Linked DNA regions of Gossypium hirsutum: region 1 is linked to region 2. The links are chromatin contacts, called in public Hi-C maps. All regions are on one chromosome and are shown on one strand. The core of a region is the stretch at or near the end of the contact, and the rest is flanking DNA. Distances in the headings are between cores, read along the strand shown.

Region 1 (6,557 bases), core at 217-2,716, 170 kb before region 2:
GTACACTAGCATTGCCCCCAAGGCACCTCTATAATACGCACTTGTAACAGCTCGGTACCTGCCCAATTGCGAAATGTAAAAACGTTAGCTTCAAAAATAACTGAATAGTTTCACACTTTTTCCATTATGGATTTTAGATTTTAACCATCATTCGTAAATTATGTGATTTGTAGCAGTGGATAAGTTGTTGGCTTAGCTGATATTTTATTATTAATTTTAACTATTTTATTTTATAACTACAAGTGTGGTAAGAATTAGAATAGTTAGTTTAATGATTAGATGGCTAATCCACCGACCGCAATAACTTCTTCTGCTCCTTTGCATGTAATGTAGTGAACACACATTTTAATTTTGATAAGATGCTATATTCAAAGGAATCCAGCTAGTTTTGGACTGAAATTAAGCTTTGTTTTTCACTGGTCAAAAGCAGCCCAAGATTCCTAGTGGTGTGGCCAGTGGCGGGCCAAACCACCGAAACAAATAGATTATGAATTGAATTATTAAGTAGTGTAGAGTAGGTAATCTGATGACCTCACTTGGCGATCAATTTCCCTTGAATTAAATATCCCATCCACATTCTCATTTATAATCCTGCTAAAAGTGATCCGATTAGCCTTCGTATTTTTCACCATGATGCAACCACATATCTTTTTGCCCTTTGTTTGTTTACTTGAACAAGAGACAAAATTAGTGAATCACACCATTCCCGTTAAAAGATTCAACTATATGAGATTACAGCAATCTAAAATTCGGGACAAGTGCGGACCCAAATGTAAAATTTCATCCCAAGATAAATTATGTTTTCTTGAGCATTTGAAAATGCCATCTCTCAACTCACCAGATTGATTATTATATGTATTAACTTAAAGAAATCTGTGTTACAGAATCTCAAAGTCAGAGATCCTACACTACAGGTACAGGGAAAAAGGAGGAAAGAAGCTAACCTTTCTTGGCCAGCCGTATCCCAGATCTGTGCTTTGATGACTTTGTTCTTAATGGTAACCGTCCTGGTCTGGAACTCAACCCCAATGGTGGACTTGGAATCAAAGCAAAACTCGTTCTTGGTAAACCTGGACAGAATCTGAGTCTTGCCAACAGCCGAGTCACCGATCACCACCACTTTGAACACGTAATCTATTTTCTCAGGCGCATGTTCTTGATGATTCTCGACCTCAACACCATTCATCTCTTCATTCATTTTCACTCCTCACTTCTTACTACCTATCAACCACTACAGCCAACAAAAAAACTGACACAGACCCCTTCTCTTGCTAGTGATGCTAGTGTTTATAATTAAATAGGAAGCTTCAATTTGGAATTGTTCTTGGCCTCTAGTGATGGAGGGTCAGTGGGAGTAAGTAAAGAGACAGAGGAAGGGCAAAAGAAAATAAAAAAGATGTATCAAACAAGACTGGTATGCAAGGGTTGTAGTCACACCACTCACTGATAAGAAAGAAAGTTATGGCAATACGGTCCTGTCCTTATCTCTCTATTAATGGCTTATAGTGAGTGTACGATCGTTGTTTTTATTATTAATTTACTTAAAGAGAATGATGGAGGGAGCATAAGCTAACCACTCGGCAGAAAAGCCATATTTATATTAATCTTTATTTTTGCTTAATGGGGTATTGGGATCTTTTAAACTGGACACACTTAACAATGATCTCATAATTCCCGGCATCATCTCCGGATGAAAGCTAACTGTTCTCACTTAGTTAAAGTGCTTTGGCAAAAGTTAATTGATGCAAAAGGTGTTTGCCTTGTTCCTTGAAAACCTAATCAATGAAAATTTTTTAAAGCTTGGTTTAGGGTAACTAGTAGCTTAATTCCCAAGCATCCTTGTCATTTCATAACTACGGCTCATCTCATGTTGTGTAGATGATTAAGAGTGCTTGAGATGATCAAAGCAAATATGGGGGTCAAGCTGAAAAAAACCAGGCCATGTAAGCAAGTTAGCATTGAAGGAGAGGGTAGGGCCAGTAGCAGATCAACCAACCATTTTCTTGATCCCAATTTAATACATTCGAGGTACCAAAAAAAATATATGGGAGGGGTTTTTGTTCCTTTTCTCTGCTTAATAATTTAATAGGCTTCAGATCTTCTAGTCTTGAATTATTTTGCTGAGATCCTGTCATGGTCCATCTGATAGCATTGCGATTTTATACAACTAAATTTGGGTGCTAAATTATTATTCCATGTGTACATAGTTAAAGCATGGCAATAAGCAACGTAAAGGAAGTGAAGGTTCTAAAAACTTTGGGCTTTGTGGACCTTCCAATGTTTTGCACCGACAAAGCTTCAGCACAGTAGATTCCCAAGAACAAATGATGAAAGAAAAGACCCCTCTCTTCCTGTTGCCCACTGACAGAAATTCTCTTGCATCAATTACTAAAATTAAATGGATGTGCATTTATCATCTAAAAAATTCCGACCCAAAACAGTTTATTACATTATTATTATTTGTGCAAAGCTTATCAGCTATAATTGCATTTGTTAGTACTATTCAAACGACATTGTTATGGTCGCATTGTAAGAAATGAAGGTACAGGAAAATGAAGAGATCTAGATCCTCCTGAAACAATGAACGAGGGGCCACCAGTTATATGTAGTCCAAATAATGTTGCTTCTTTAGGATTCCAAAGCCACTAATCTGGGTGAAGATTTGACGCTTTTGGAGCTGGGTCCGGTTAGGAGATACCTCAAACAATGGACAAACGGCAGACTACAATTGGTTACTTTTGTAAAAATGTATGCTCTTGATTTTGATCTCATCGTTTTGGGCTACCCATATACCTTTTAGGGGTTTTATAGGCCTAAATGAGAAGAAAGAGGTGTGCCGAAACGGACCAGATTCACGAGCTTTGGTAACCAAGAGATGTGTTTGCCTTCAGCAGAATTTAAGTATCTGAACTATATCTATCTTTTTCTCTTATAGTATCTGTTTTTTTTTTTGGCCCAACTATAGTATTTGAAATATTATTTTCATCCTGGTTTACTCTAATAAAAGTTCTAATAAGAACATGGCACATTCTTGATAACATGGGAAATTTTTGAAGTGAAATGAGACAAAAATGTTAATTTAAATATAAAAAATTCAAAGACAAAATATGATTTAAGCTTTTTAGCTTCAACCCAAACTCTGAATTATGAAGACATGAAACCAAACTCGCAACAGTGGGTTGTTTGATTCAGTTCTTACCTCGTATTCAAGTTATTTCATGGTTATTCAAGGTTGAAACTTTTGATGGTACCAGCTATCTAGCACCAAAGTATGTATTAAACTAGACAAAAAATTAAAATAAGCATTAGTCATTCATGGAATCCAGTGTAATAACATATGGAACTAACATATTCAACAGTAGGAGCCCAATGTTCTCCAGGTTGTCCAAAAATACAACTTGAAAGGAAGACTAGTTAGGGGAGTTAAACTGCATCATTTTGTTAATGTTAACGAATAAACTTTACTACTGCGTTTCTTTTAGATGCCAAAACATGGGCCAAAAAGAAATGAGCTAAGAATACAATTTAACATGGCACCAGTATTTCCCTTGCATCTTTCAGTATAGCCTTTGGTAAATCTCTTCACCAAATTGTAACCTGATGCTGCTTTATGCTGTTTTCTCCTTTACTCTGTATCTTTGACCCCTTCCAACAAATTTAAGAATCTCATCGATAAGTATTACGGGTACTGAGACCAGAATCACCAAGAACCATTCATTCAAACTCAATGGAGCAACAGCGAATATATCTGCCAAGAATGGAACGTAGAGTATAAGGCAATGAAGTCCGAATGAGACTGACATGGCCGCCAAAAGCCAAGGGTTCCTCCAAGGTGGCAACGTAAGCAGGCTGCTGTCTTCAGAAAGCGCGTTCAGGGAATTGAACATTTCAATAGCTACTAACACCGACAATGACAGAGTCATTGCCTTCACTTTACCAGCAGTGAAGTAGTCGCATGGGTTTGAGAAACTGATCAGTTGGCCTCCACCAACCATATATGGAGCCACGGTGAAATTTGACCATGTGGAGCACTCTCCCTAGTTACGAAGCTGAGACAGTTCAACTAGTGTGTGCCCATCACTCACAAGGTTGATACCCATAAAAGAAGCCCGAGTGTACCACAAGATGAAGATGCCAACAGTTGCTATGCCCACATATGAACCTATTATCTGCAATTGAACAAGATGCAAAACATTAGTCAATTTCAGGGTTACTGGTTTCCTAATTTAAAAAACATAGGTTCATGGATAAATGCATGCATCTTTGCATTGAGATAGCACAAGTAGTTAATAGCCTCTATAACTCTTGACAATGTCAAAAAAAAAAAACACTAAGACTATCAGCGCTACTGCAATGGATGCTTGCTGACTGGTAAATGACATGAGAACACTGTTCCAAGAAGGAAAAGAAATTGGGACGCATTAAAACTATTGTGATGCCATCAAAGAGAGAGAGATTATTGAAAAACAATATTCAATATACAAGATAAAAGATAATATTATGTCAAGAAGGATGGTTCTCCTTAACCATTTAAGATTTCTTAACTTTTCTTGCCTACCTTTTAGTAGGCTTAAAGATATCACAATATTACCCAGAGAAGTCCAAGAGGAAGGATCAATACTAACCAAGTAACGGAAGAGGACCCAAGAGTTAATGAGAGCATCATCACTTCTGCGTGGTGGCTTGCGCATTATGCCAATATCTGGAGGATTAAACCCAAGAGCTGTTGCAGGAGGACCATCAGTAACCAAATTCACCCATAAAAGTTGCACAGGTATCATACATTCTGGTAACCCCAAAGCAGCAGTCAAGAATATGGATATTACTTCTCCAACATTGGATGATATCATGTACCTGTGAAATTTTAAATGAATAAATAAGGCATTTCTTAATTGTTCAAGGGAAATCAGTAGAGCTAATCAACATGCCTTATGAAAGCTTTCATATTATTATAAATTGAGCGACCCTCAGCAACAGCTGAAACAATGGTGCTAAAGTTGTCATCTGCCAAAACCATATCAGAAGCTTCTTTGGCGACCTGGAGCATTGAACAATGAGCATGTTTAATCTAAAAGTCTACAAGAATCAAGATTCCAATTCCAAGCATAAGAAACAAGGTAATATATTAACCTCCGTTCCAGTTATGCCCATTGCAATTCCAATGTCAGCCAGTTTGAGAGCAGGTGCATCATTCACACCATCTCCAGTCATTGCGACGATTTCCCCCATCTCTTTTAGCATCCTAACAATTTCTTGCTTATGCCTAGGCTCAGCACAAGAGAATACCTTCCCCCCTGGCTTTGACAAAGTTTCGATTTGCTGGGAAGGGGAAAGAGCCATGAATTCTTTACCAGTAAAACTCTTCCCTCTAAAAGTCTACAAGAATCAAGATTCCAATTCCAAGCATAAGAAACAAGGTAATATATTAACCTCCGTTCCAGTTATGCCCATTGCAATTCCAATGTCAGCCAGTTTGAGAGCAGGTGCATCATTCACACCATCTCCAGTCATTGCGACGATTTCCCCCATCTCTTTTAGCATCCTAACAATTTCTTGCTTATGCCTAGGCTCAGCACGAGAGAATACCTTCCCCCCTGGCTTTGACAAAGTTTCGATTTGCTGGGAAGGGGAAAGAGCCATGAATTCTTTACCAGTAAAACTCTTCCCTCTAAGATCCTCTCCATCAGAAAACAATTTAATTTCACGACAGATAGCCTCAGCTGTGGATTTATTATCTCCAGTTATCACCATAACTCTAATCTCCGCTCTTTTACAATCTTCAATTGCTTTGTGAACTTCATCTCGTGGAGGATCCTATAAAATGGATATGGCAAATGACATCTCCAGAAATCATTAAGTTGAAATTTTATTAACTAAAATGAGAAACAAAAGCTGTTATAATATGCTTACCCTCAGACCAACAGCCCCTACAAAAACCAAGTCACTTTCAATGGAACAGTAGCAAGCTGGATCAAGTAACTTCTTATGAGCAGGATGATTCTCAGAATAGTAGTCTGAAAATTCTCCCAGGTCCTCTTTATATGCCAATCCTAAGCATCGCAATCCCTTTGAACTCATCTCTGTTTGTCTTGAAAGCAATAGTTGCCTACAAGGTTCATCCATAGGAGCAAGAGATCCATCTGCAAGTTGCACATGTGTGCTACGCTCCAGTAAACTCTCAACAGCGCCCTACACGCAATGAGCATTGATTTAAAATCAAAGAAAGGGCATAATGAATAATTTATAATATTAAAAATGTGAAAACTTAAATAATAGTTGATAGCCGTGGGTGCTCTCCAAAGAGGTAAATGGTTGGCCCTGAAATGTGGTCCATTCCCATGTGTGCGAATCAAACCCCCGACCTCATGGTTAAGGGATGACGTGAGCAACCACCACACCACACCTCATGGTTTATAATTCCCTTTTTTTAATTAATTATTTGGGAGAGTTATGTGATTCAAAACTATATTGACTTTAAGAACTGTCCAGAGCAGAAAACAAACAGCAGAAAAGTCAGTTCTTTTAAGTTTTAGCTGAAGCAGCAACTCATCAACAAA
Region 2 (7,529 bases), core at 1,861-4,360:
ACTCAAAATATTTTATGTTTATTGTCACTTCTGCTGCAGTTGGCGGTGCAAATGAAGGGCGGTGACCGACGTGACAGGGGTGGTGGCAGAGACGGTGCTAACATCGGTAGAGGCTAAGGGCGGTACTAGGTGGCTAGGGTTTTGTCTTTTTCTGAAAATAGGTTTAGGCTGTATTGGGCTAGAGTTTTTATTATTTGGGCCTTGCTTTGTTGGGTTTTGTAATTAGGTTTGTTTGGGTTTTGGGGTAGTTGGGTATTAATTGTAATTTCGGTTTCATTTGGTTTGGGTTTTAGTGGGCACGAGAAAAAATTGGGCTTTACACCTAGCCATTCCATATAGAGCACAAAAAGATAATGTGGTAAAGGGCATCATTGCCTAATTCCTCTTGTTGGTCAAAATTTTTCTGTGGGTACCCCATTCCATAGGATCTGCATAGTAGATGTCGAAATAGTTAACATAATAACGTTCCGTAAAAAGTCTGGGATTCATGCCGCCTGAATAGACTTGTCAATAAAGTCCCATCAAACTCTATCATAAGCTTTTTCCAGATCAATTTTGACTGTTATCCATTTCTTACTTTTTCCTCGCATAGAATGTATCACTTCCTGAGCGATGATGACATTGTCAAAGATTTTTCTTCCTGCAATGAATCCCGCATGTTCTTGTGAGATAATTTTTGGGAAAACTATCTTAAACCTATTAGCAATGACTTTCATGACTAGCTTATAAAGGACTGAGCAAAGACTGATGGGTCTCAACTGGAAGATCTCCTCATGTTGGACAATTTTTGGGATAAGCACTATAAGTGTGTTATTTAATTTAGGCTTTGTGGGTCATCCTCTAAATATACCCTTAACCCATTCACAGTCTGCGATGCCAATATTGTCCCACTAAGACTGGAAAAAATAGGCGTGGTATCCATCACTTCCTGGTGCTTTTATGGGGGCCATATCAAAAATTGCTATTTTGATTTCTTCATTTGATACATCTTTTTCGAGAAAATGAACGTCGACTTGATCCAAGTGGGGAAAGTGACTTGGCGACAAGATGCTTCTTTTATCAGGTTCTTCTCCATAGAGCTTTTGAAAGAATTGTATTGTTTCTGCTTGGACTTCATTGAGTTCAAAAAGCCATTCTCCATTTGCGTTGCGTAAGGCATCGATGCGATTAGTCTTTCGTCTGTAAAGCGTTCGACTGTGAAAGAATTTTGTGTTTTTGTCTCCCATTTTGAGCCAGTCACATCTTGATTTTTGCTTCTATAGTAACTCTTCTTGATTAAAAATGTCTTCCATCTCTTTTCTTAAATCCATTTCTTTTTGTATTAGAAATGTTGAATTTGTCCTCTCAAGTATATGTTGTATCTTGCTTAGGTTTTTTGTTATGTCTCGTTTCTGAGTTCCAATGTGCCCAAAAAATTTTGTATTCCACTCTTTTAGCCCTGAGGTGAGTTGTTTTAGAGTTGATGCCATGTCCCCATTATATTTCCATAGATTAAAAATAGCGTTGGAAAAATTTTGATGGTGAACCCATCCAGCTATGAAGTGAAAGGGTCTTCCTTTAGCTACTTCGAGGTCAGGGCATAAATCTACTAGGAGAGGTCGATTGTTAGATTTAATCCTCATTAGGTGTATGACTAGGCACTTTGGGAAGGAACAGATCCAGGATATGTTACCAATTGCATGATCTAGTCTTTCAAATACCCCTCCTATTTGCCATGTAAAGGTAGGTCCTTGGAAGCTTAGATCGTGTAAATCATTATTGTCCACGAAGCTTCTGAAAAGAGGGCAATGTTTCCTATCAGATAGCCCTCCTTTCTTCTCATATTTGGACAAGATAGAGTTAAAATCACCGACTGCCAACTAGGGGATGTTGGTTGAAGGGATAGTCTATTCTAAAACTTCCCACAAAAGCGTCATCTTCGTTTTATTTGGGCTTTCGTATACGAAAACTACAAGAATTGCTTGGGTGGGAACTCCATAAGAAACACGTGTGAAAATGAATTAATGATGATTTCAGAGAATTTCAAGGTTAACAAAGGAATTCCAGTCGAGCTATATTCCCTTGAGAATGCTCTAGCTTCAACACGATGTAAATACTGAAATCTTATTTTTGCAATTACTTTATCAGCTTTGCAGCCACTAACTCGTGGTTCTAGTAAGCTCACAATATCCGGCTTATGTTCCATGTTATATTCTCTAAAAGTACGAGGAGATTTTTCATTTGCACAACCTTGGCAATTCCACGAGAAAATTGAGATTCTAGAACTCATTAATATAAATAGAGATAAATGAGTGTTGAATCGAGGTTATTAAATTACTGTTTCATCTCTATGTTATCTCTTGTTTTTCTTCCTGTCCCTGCAGAGACTTCATTTACCAGACATTGCTGGACTTGGGTTTGTAATAATTCAACCATACTACTGATTGATTCGGATAATAGATTTTTTGAAGGAGAAACCTTAAAAGGGTTACCTTTCTCTTTGTTGACTTTGAGGTTTTTCCCTTTCCGAGTGTTTTCTATTTTCGTAATACCTCGTGCTGCTGGTAGTACGACTTGGTGGGTTCCTAATTTTCCTCTTTTCTTCTAAGAAAGGCCCTTATTTATAGATTGATTGTCTTCTTCAAAGAGAACGACAAAATGCTTCGAGGCATCGAGAATACCTTCTGTTGAGGCTTTCATAATTTCTTGCGCCATTTGAAGGTTTGGTGGGGCAGGGTGTTCTTCGAAAGTTCCTTTGTTTGGTACCCTAACTGTCCCTTTCGGTGGACTTGGTTCAGTGTTGCTAGCTTGAGGTTCATAAAGCCCTGCATCCGTTTTTGGATGAGGTAAAATTGGAGCATTTGTATTACTGGCTCCATTTTGTGTTATCCCGACTAGTCATACTCTTACTTCAAAAAATTGTTGATAGCCTAGACTTTGTGGAGCTTTGTTTATGGATTTTTTATTTCTAATAGTCAAAATTTGTTGTTGTGGGTTAGATTTGTTGATCTTTTCACCCAACGTAGTGTTGGCCCAAGAAGAATCACCAATTGATTTCCCTAACTTCAGCCCATCAATATGCTGTGCATTTTGGTCTGTATTCGTAGGCCCATCCTCTCTCCCTGGTCTCAGATGGAGCGAGCCTGGACGGGCTCGTTCAACAAACATTGCACTTCCCTCTTCATGGGCACTAGGGGGCCCATCGTTTTCTAGGTTTTCCAAGACCTGAAATCTTGATGTCCTTGCTCTGCCAGCTGCGTCGTCTTCGACTCATTTTCGTCATATTCTTTCGGTCCTTCTTGACTTCTTTTCAACAAGCATCTAGGGTCCATACGTCCCTTGGACAGTGTTTCCTCTTTTGTTATCCCCCTTGTCAGGTCCCTAGCTTATTCTATCAGGTAAGTTCCCTTCGCCAACTCCTTCCACCCCGATCTCATTTTTAGGGAAAATTTCCTTTATGTGCCCATAATGCCCGCACTGGAAGTAGGCCGTTGGAAGGTGCTTATACTCAATTCTTTAAGATACTCTATTAACAAGGACCTGTGAAATCAAGGGCTTATCCAGGTCAACGAACACAGCCATTCTTGCGAACCTCCCTCTTACACCATTGTCAGTGTTAAAATATAATTTTGTGACTTTTCCTATAGTGGCCCCAATTTTCCGTACAACTTGCCTTTTATACATGTGCCCAGGAAGACCAGGGAGTCAGATCCATGCCATAACTGTACTAGGATATAGCTAAATTGGTTAAAGTCGACAAACCATGGCTGAACGGTTAAGTACTACCCAAAGACTACCCACGGCCTTTGACAGAAAACTCTCTCATAATCTTCTAGATTCTTGAGTTTCGCCAAAAAGTACCCGTTCTCCACATCCATTAGATTGAAGGGCTGAAAGGGTTTCCAGAGCGCAGTTATCTTGTTTTGTAATCCATTATAACCTATATTTCTCCCCAGCAGTTTAATGACTACTGTGAGTTGCTTGTGCTTGATGAGGATTTGGGTAATTCGATCCGAGAAATTGATCGATGGGATGCCATTGATTATTGAGCGTTCCACATCATCTGTCAAGAACTCAAAGTCTTCATTTTCTTCTACTTTTGCCCCATTAATTGGTTTCTTATTCTGGTAAAGTCCTGAGCCCATCAGACGATCTTTCTAATAGAGGGGCTTCCTTGTTTCTTTTGTTGTTTTTATATCGACATCTCGATTCTCCTCACAATCACACAGTCGGACCTTCTTTGTTGCTGTAATCACTGGTTTACCTTCACCACTTCCTTCGCACTCCGTGGGTTCTTTCATCGGAACCTTTTAGTTTTCTATTTTAATATTATTTTTAATCTAAATTTTTAGAGATTTTAAACAATACTTGTAATATTTTGTTATCTTTTAATTTGGTTCAACTTAAGATTTTATTATTTTAAAAGTACATGTTTTACGACTTAAGATTGCAATTAGCTGTTGATGAAGTTCTTGATATAGGCGTATTAAAGAAAAAAAAATATTATTATTGTCTGTCGTCTCTGGCAAGAGTTTTAGGTTTTTTTATTAGGTTTCTGTTGTTTGAAATCGGCACACCTTGCATATTGGTCTCCTACAATATGAAGAAGGATAGCCAAGATCGAGATCTGCACCTGCATCGATGGAAAACGAATTAGCTCAACTGTTGATTAATGAAGAAAAAAATGAAATTATTCAAATACAAATAGATCTGAAAAGGTAAAGAGTGGGGGAGATTTTTCAACTTGTGGGTTGTTTATTGACAGCCAGAATTATCCACTTTCTAGCAATGAAGAGTACTTTGGCGAATCTATGGCATCTTATTAGAGGAATTCAAATCCTATATCTGGGGGAGAAAAGGTATTTGTTTCAATTTGTTCAAATTACGGACTTGGAAAGGCTTATTAAGGGATTTCCTTAGACCTTTAATAATCATCTGCTGGTTTTTTACAAACTACAATGGGGGGAGGATCCATTACAAGTGCCTTTAGTCTTCACACCTTTCTGGGTACAGATCCACGATGTTCGTATTGGTCTATTTTCTGAAAATTTGGCGATGCAACTAGGTGATTTTTTAGGAGATTTTCTAGAATATGATGGATCAAATATGGGAAAAGAGAATAAAAATTTCATGAGAATAAGAATTCAAATTTATGTAAGGCATCCTTTGAAAAGAAGAAAACAGATTTGGTACCGTGTAAGGCATTCATATGTCAGTTTTAAATAGGAGAGATTATCATTATTCTATTTCAATTGTGGAACATTGGGCCATAGTGACTCTTTTTGTGAAACAAAGATGACACTCGGGATGGAAGTTGCTGAAATGGGCTGGGATTTATCTTTGTGAGCTCAATCTCGAAGAGTTTTGGCTATGAATAGTATATGGCTACATGAGGAAAGGGAGGGGAATGCGGGAGGAATATATCAAAATAATAGAAGTTTAGAGAATAGTCAGTGGAAGGCAAAAAATAAAAAGCGATTCGAAAAAATTGTGGATCCAGTTCTTGGTTTTAATTTGGAAGGGGGATCATCTTTTGTTGGCCAACGGATGGTGAGTACATTGGTAGATCAGGCCCATACCACGATGGACTATGATCTGGATGATGCAGCACTAATAAGAGAAGATGGGAAGAAGAGATCTAGAGGTGAAATTGATGACTTACCAAAAAAAGATGAAATTAATAAGGTATTGTCAATAAATAGGAGAATGGTAGAACTAAATCATTTATCATCGGCGGCTGCCAAGAGGCAAGCAGATTGGGCACGCAATGAAAATCCTAAGCTGGAATGTCCGTGGTTTGGGGAGCTCACGGACAATTTGAAAACTTCGGCATTCACTTAAGGTCTATAATCCCCAATTAGTCTTCTTTATGGAGACTAAGCTTTGTAGAATACAGATGGAAAGAGTTCCACGAAGTTGTGGCTTTGCAAATGGTATCGATGTTGGCTCAGAAGGAACTAAAGGAGGATTATGTTTGGCATGGCGTAATGACACTTATATCACACTTCAGAACTTTTCTAGAAAACGTATTGACATGATAGTGAAAGTGGCGATTTATAGGTTTCTATGAAACCCCGTATGCTCAAGATAGAGAAGACTCATGGGCTGTTTTGAAAAATCTTTATCATGATGAATATATCACTTGGTTTGTATGTGGAAATTTCAATGAAATTATATATGGGTTTGAAAAAAAAGGAGGGTTACCTAGAGATGAAAGAAGAACGGAACTATTTCGAAAAACATTAGAGGAATGTCAATTAAATGATCTGGGGTTTTCTGGTTCTTGGTTTACTTGAGAAAGAGGAAATTTACCAGAGACAAACATACAAGAATGACTGGATAGGGGTGTAGCCGATGCGAAATGGATGTCAATGTTTCCCGAGGCAAAAATTCAGTATCTAGTGCCTTCTTTTCAGATCATTGTCCTCTTTTAGTTGTCACAAAAATGGAAGAAGAAAGACGAAAAGGAAACAGTTTTAAATTTGAAGCTTGGTGGACATTGAATGACTCTTTTGTTGATGAAGTCAAACACATATGGGAAATGGCATCAGGGGATTTTTTGTAAAAGTTGGAATTCTTAAGAAAGGGTTTGAAAAAATAGGTTGGGCGAATACAAATGAACAAGAAGAGGAGAAATGAGTTCTTAACAGCAAAATTATCAGAACTGGTTGAAGCTGAAAGGGATGATAAGAATTTGGCTGAGATGATTGATATGAAGATTCAGCTAAACTTTGAGATTGAAAAGGATGAATATTACTAGGAACAAAGGGCTAAATTGAACTAGCTGAAATTTGGTGATAGAAATACAACTTTTTTTCATAGCCAAGCAACATAGAGGCAGCGGAGAAACCAGATTAATAAGCTACAAAATGAAAGTGGAGGGGAAATGAAAGAATATTAGAAAATGAAGGGTATTGTACGAGCTTATTTTCAGAATTTATTCACAGCAGGGAATACGATCATCTACGAACACTTACTTACGGGTATTGATCATTATGTATACGAGGAAGATAATAGAAAACTTATAACGTCGTACACTGGAGAGGAAATTCGTGATGCATTGTTCGAAATGGGATCTACAAAGGCACCAAATGAGGACGAATTCCTAGCCATATTTTATCAAAGATCCTGGATATCATTGGGGAATATGTTGTTTCTTTTTGTCTACACATTTTGAATGGAGATATAGAGGTTAGTCCAACAAATTCAACACACATTGTGGTTATCCCAAAAATCACCAACCCTTCTAATATGACACATATCCGACCTATTAGCTTATGCAATGTTATTTATAAAATATTGACAAAGGCTATACTAAACAGACTTTAAAGAGTTATTGATAAATGCATTGATGAAGCACAGAGTGTTTTTGTGCTAGGAAGACTAATATTGGGTAATGTATTATTAGCCTACGAAATTCTACATTCACTGAAATAAAGAGATTGGGGAAGAAGGGTCTTATGACGGTCAAATTAGACATGAGTAAGGCTTATGATAGAGTTGAATGGAACTTTGTTAGGGAGGTAATGAGTCGAATAGGATTTGCTCAA

What was found. Hi-C and Micro-C count contacts between places; a contact is called where the count stands out from the background.
Region 1: a contact with region 2 is called in a Hi-C map of leaf, with 2.2 times the contacts expected there. The contact joins the promoter of LOC107922897 here to the enhancer-like site in region 2. A contact is called at or near these places in 2 of 34 Hi-C or Micro-C datasets (hypocotyl and leaf).

What each region holds. Positions count from the first base shown.
Region 1 is chrA11:10,060,594-10,067,150 of Gossypium_hirsutum_v2.1, reverse strand. It overlaps LOC107922897 (ras-related protein RABA3), which reads right to left and starts at 1,466. Exons shown (of 2, transcript XM_016853103.2): 1 at 945-1,466; 2 at 1-58. The coding sequence starts at 1,198. It also overlaps the pseudogene LOC107924796.
Region 2 is chrA11:9,894,687-9,902,215 of Gossypium_hirsutum_v2.1, reverse strand. No RefSeq gene overlaps it. Among protein-coding and RNA genes, the nearest start is that of LOC121210414, 7.7 kb to the right of the region's middle. Within about 2 kb of position 3,110, at least 9 of the 9 cell types and tissues checked have an H3K27ac peak or open chromatin away from gene starts, as enhancers often do. A contact at or near this core is called in hypocotyl and leaf, where this site is marked.